Regions from separate parts of the Mus musculus genome. Here region 2 is linked to region 1. Evidence: chromatin contacts called from public ChIA-PET data. All regions are on one chromosome and are shown on one strand. Each heading gives the region's core, a stretch centred on a gene start, on an enhancer-like site or on the middle of the called end of the contact. The rest is flanking DNA. Distances are from core to core; before and after follow the strand shown. Region 1 holds the start of Gsk3a (glycogen synthase kinase 3 alpha). Region 2 holds the start of Dmac2 (distal membrane arm assembly complex 2).

Region 1 (2,593 bases), core at 70-2,569:
TAGGGACCCACTCCCTTTAGGAAACTTACCAACAAAGGCAATTTGCAAGGGGGACAGTGAGGGATATTTTGAAAAATACTACCACATGGCTATTTATTTTTTCAGAGCCAGTACCAGCCACTTCAAAACCATATTTTATAAGAGGTGTGACCTGTGCCCCCCCACTCCATTTTTGCTAAAGAACCCTGCTCCCTCACCTTGTTTTAAAAGAAAACTGACAATGAGCTTTCTTAGAAGCCTGTGTTTATTCCCAAGCTATTCTTATCTATAAACAATAGTGATTATTTACTGCCATCATCGAGGACTGACTACAAGTCTAAACGTTTTCAGTGGGTTAGGTGATAATGTCAGGCCGTATGGTTTAAACCTGGCCCTTTTCTGTGGAAACATTAATAATTCTGAATCGGTGTTTCTAAAGGATATCCTATCCAAATCACCAATTTTGATGGGAAGGAAACGAATAGCCCCCTTTTCATACAGGATAGTGACAGAAATCATATTCTTGTCTCTTAGGGGACAACAATCCTAGATCAAATTGGCAAGTAACTATGACCTCTGATCCTAGTCTCCTGTGGATGGCAACGTCGTCAAGTACTCGAGACCTTGATAACTGGAAGAATAGGACCTGTGACCTCTGTTTCTTGGGTGTTGGTAATTCTGAATCTAAACTCCAAGTGATGGTAAACCCTCAAACTCCTTTATCTCGGAGACAGAAAGCTCCGATCCTGGCTTAAAGCAGCACGGTGACCTCGAGCTTCTCTCTGGGTACATGAAAGAATCTGGTTGCCGTTTGATGCGCTTGGGAAACCCAGATCACCACCCCACAGGGCGCCCCTAAGTACTCACGGCCCAGCTTCACTCCCGGCGGCGGGAAGCTAGTGCCCGCGCCGGGGCCACCGCTGCCTCCTCCGCCGCTGCCGCTGGGGCCACCCCCGGAGCTCGAGGCTCCCACGCCCCCACCCATAGCCCCGACTGACGCTTTCCCGCCGCCAGTGCCTCCTGGGCCAGAGGCCGAGCCCCCGGGGCCGCCGCCACCACCTCCGCCTCCGCCTCCTGGCTCCGCGAACGAGCTGGTCCGCGCCCGGCCCGAGCCCCCAGGGCCGCCTCCCGAAGGCCCGCCGCCGCTCATGGCGCCGAGCGCAGGCCCAGGCCGCGGGGCTCGGGCTGCCTGGGCTGCCCCCGCCGCTGCCTCTGCCGCCGCCTCCCCTGGGCTCCGGCCTCTTCCAGGCCGCGCCGTTCGGGCTCCGGCTCCGGCCCAGCGCCCGCCGCGGGGCACGCCGGGAGATGAAGTCCCTCTGCCGTCGGCTTCGTTGTCACCACCCTCGACCCGCACAGCACTCTGGGAAATGGAGTTCTCAAACCCTCAGAGTAGCTGACTGCTGGGGGCGGGGTGTGACGGCTCGCGCTGCACACCGGGAAATAGAGTCCTGGCTAATGTCACCCGACTCTGCCAAAAGCTAACTTGGAAGCACTTTGAAAAACACAGTCAGAGCCACACACTCACTACACAGAGGAAAAAGCAAGTCCCTTAGAGTATCTCAGAAACGAAATCTTAGCCACTCCAATACTGAGCAGCATCCAAGAATGATGCACGCCGGGAAATGGAGTCCAGCCACCCACCCAATCTGTGGGCCATCGGTGACTTCCTGCACCGCGTGCATTCTGGGAAATCGAGTCCGCACCCGTGAATACTTAGTACTCTGGCTGTGAAGCACACTGGGAAATGGAGTCATCACCACGCCCTCACCGCATTGCAGGTGTAGAATGGTTGATAAAGCACTATAGGAAATGAAGTCTCAGATGCTCCTCAAACCTTAAGTAGATACTGTAACTGGAAGGAACTGATAGGAAGTAGAATAGGCATCGCGCTCTCTCAGGCCAGCTAGCAGCGTCGCAGTTCCTTCCGGGAAATGTAGTCGACACCAAGAGTTATGCGCGTCGCTTCAATGAGCCTGGTGTCTTCTGGGAAATGAAGTTCAATATTGCCTCACCATTGACGAGGCTGATGAGAGCTACCAGCAACCAGAAGCATGCTGGGAATAATCCACAGTAGACTCTGACTCTTCGTGAAGCTAGGCTCTGGGGCTTCGTGGGAGCTGTAGTCCAAAGGGAGTACTGTGGCTGAGAGTGTAGGTGAAAGGTTAAGGACAATTGTTCCCAAGGGAGACTATAATGTGTTACAATGTCTTCTCTGATCCCTAGGTCTAAGACCTAAACCGATAAGTGAGTGCTAGAAAAAGTAGTCCCAAGCAACCACATATAGAGAAGAGAATAACGTCTCCTTACATTCTCAACGGATTTAGTACAGTAAACAGTCCCGACTATGCCTCAGAACATTTGTTTTCCGATAGTCTACCTTTTTCCCTAGCAATATGGTTAGGACCAAGAAGATGAGCTGCAGGATTTAAAAAAAGAGAGAATTTCTGTCCTGAACCCCCAATTTTTTGCGTCTATCCTCTTCCTAGATTACAGGATTCTAGATAATCTGAATGAAGGGAGCCGACTACACGAAGGAGTTTCAGCTTTCTTGAGTATGTCGAGTCTCCTGTTAATCAATTAATACCCGGGAAAAGTCGCACCAAAGTAGGAAACT
Region 2 (2,593 bases), core at 46-2,545, 380 kb after region 1:
CAGGCAGCCAGCACTACTGCCCAACTCTGGTCAAGTCTCCACCTCTCTGCAAGCTGACAAAGACCTCAGGCTTTTTGTACAGGCTGTTACCTCTGCCTGAACACCTTTATCCAAGCCTTGGGGTAGGTGACTCTCCTGTCACTCATTGCAGTTAAATGCACCTGCTCTACAGACCTTCACTGCTGCCCTATACCCCGCCACACCCTAATATATTGCCCGTTTTTACCTACTTTTTTTTATCAAACACTAGTTTTAATTTTGTGTTCATTTCTTACCTATTGTCTTTCTACCTAGAATGATGACTACCTAAGAAAAGGGCTGTTAGTGCGACCCCAGCACCCACTGCGAGTGCTCAGCAAACATGAATGAATGAATGAATGAAGAGAATCCACCAAGAGTTCACACTGAGGGCTGTGGATGTGGCTCAGTTGGTAAAGAGCTAGCCTAGCATGAAGGAGGTCTGAGGTTTAGTCCCCAGCACCTCATAAACTTCTGTCCACAGCACAAGTGTGCCTGCACTCATATACATAAAACACATACACACATTAATGATAAATATACGCTTTTAATTGAAAAAAGTTCATGGCAAATATACCATACATGAGAGACTTTATGTAAAAGTAATAACTCTCTTAATAAGTATAGATGTGAACTCCAAACTAAAGATAGTCTCTTATACTCAAGTCTAATCTGCCTCTACCTCATCGCTGAGGAGAGACGTCTCAGTGGCAGTTAAGAGCACTGACTACTCCTTCAGAAGATCTGGGTTCAATTCTCAGCACACACACACGGGGGCTGCCAACTCCAATTCCAGGGATCCAGCGTCCTCGTCTGGTCTCCAAGGCATTGAACACACGTGGTGTAGAGCTACATGCACACACAGAGAAAATAAAATTTAAAAACCTAATAATAGGGTAGCAAAGTAGCTCCGTGGGTAAAGGTGCTTGCTGTGCAAGCCAGTGGATCTCAGTTCGCTTCCTGGACCCAGACTCGGCTCATCTCTACACCTGCGCCGCGGAATGTCACGCGTGTATACGCACAATAACAATAAATAAAAAATCATAATCAGTCGTACTGATTCTGCTGTAGAGATATCGGGTGTAAACTGAAAAACCAATGAACGCAAGAGAATTGCGACCGCACTCGGGGGTGGGGTGGAGTGGGAGGAGTAGATCCTTTACAGGAAAGACCGTCTCCTCCGCACGCGCGCCTTTAAAAGGCGGGCTAAAACAGAAGGGGGCGTGGCCACACGCGTGGCCCTTGGTGTCTGAACCACGTGTTAGGAGGGAACGTCCTGCCTCTTCTGTTTACGTTACCTGGCAAGATGGCGGCGCCCAGAGCGGTAGGTGACCGCAGCGTCCGCGTCCCGGAACTATGGTTCACTTTGTAGCTCGGTTCTCGAGACCTCTCTCAGCCTCCTGGGAAACAAAAGTCTGCGGAAACAGAGCGTCTCCTGCCGGACCTCGCTCGGGAGACGCCGTCTGGGGCTGCCGAGGGCCACAGAGAGTCTCGAGTCGCTTGATAGAGAAACCAATGGGATGAGGGTGGCTTAGCCAATCAGCGGAGTAGGACAGCTCTTCCTGGGGGGAAAGGACGGGATAAGGGTTTGGAGGTGATGTAGAACTAATGATGCTTTTGCGCGAAATTCCTGGGGGGAATTTAAGGATCTTGTAATCCCAGTATTTGGGAGGTGGAGGCAGCAGGATCAGGAGTTCAAGGTTATCCTTTTGTGTATCAAGTTGGAGGGCAGGCAGGGCAACGTAAAATCCTGCCTGTAAATAAATAACTAAACCTTAATAGGAAACAAACAAAAATCAAAGAACAGGGTGTGCAGGCGGGAGCCAGGAAGTTAATTTGGAGGTCCGAGGAAGAACCTGAGGGGGATTCCTAGAGCTTCGTTAACCTGGAGAATGTATTTAGTAGTAGAGTATTTTGTTGGTACTCATTGCCGTGGGTTCCATTTCCAGCGCTACCTGTAAAGGTGAAGGTTACGTGGACAGGATGGCAAAGAAATCAGCCATTTGGCAAAATCCTAGGGAGAACTGGGTAAAATTTGGGCTGGGGAAATGGTTCATTATTGAAGCACATGTGCTTGAGGCATGAAGGCCAGAGTTGGTAGAAGCGGGGCATGTCTGCTCACCTGGAATCCCAGCACTCTGGAGGTAAAGACAGTTGATTCCTCAAGCAAACCCACTGGCTGGGCTACCTGAGTTGGGGTGCTGCAGGTACAAGTGAGAGACCCTGCCTTGATCTATAAAGCCAGGGGCAATTGAGGAAGACAGCTGGCCTCCATACATGGGCACATTCGTGCAAGGACACCTACACATTTGAATGCACACTATGCACGTACGTATTCCACCACCACCACCCCAACCCCCAGGAGTGAACTGGTGAGAAATGAAAGTATAATGGTAGTTTGGGAAAAAAAAATAAGGACTTGGTGGGAAATTAGAAGAACCTGAGAAAACCAAGACTGGCTGCATTCAAGAATGAATTTATGGTTGGTTAAATGGAAGACTTTGGAGAAATGTTTTGAATCCCAAAGGTTAAGGATTGAGGACGTGGACATGCTGGGGACTGACCACGGTGCCTT

The links. ChIA-PET counts read pairs in DNA pulled down with a chosen protein or histone mark.
Region 2: a contact with region 1 is called in an RNA polymerase II ChIA-PET map of memory CD8 T cells, with 37 read pairs. The contact joins the promoter of Dmac2 here to the promoter of Gsk3a in region 1. A contact is called at or near these places in 8 of 39 promoter capture datasets (the 3T3-L1 cell line, 3T3-L1-derived adipocytes, hippocampal neurons and 4 more), 5 of 484 Hi-C or Micro-C datasets (B cells, Sertoli cells, cardiomyocytes and 2 more), 5 of 115 datasets of contacts at active chromatin or transcription factors (craniofacial prominence, embryonic forebrain, memory CD8 T cells and 2 more) and 4 of 9 other capture datasets (adipose tissue, liver, macrophages and 1 more).

What each region holds. Positions count from the first base shown.
Region 1 is chr7:25,236,532-25,239,124 of GRCm38.p6, forward strand. It overlaps Gsk3a (glycogen synthase kinase 3 alpha), which reads right to left and starts at 1,320. Exons shown (of 11, transcript NM_001031667.1): 1 at 847-1,320. The coding sequence starts at 1,129.
Region 2 is chr7:25,618,119-25,620,711 of GRCm38.p6, forward strand. Dmac2 (distal membrane arm assembly complex 2) reads left to right here and starts at 1,296. Exons shown (of 6, transcript NM_001290487.1): 1 at 1,296-1,342. The coding sequence starts at 1,325. Gm38969 (a long non-coding RNA gene) reads right to left here and starts at 1,543. Exons shown (of 2, transcript XR_881901.3): 1 at 1,317-1,543; 2 at 550-867.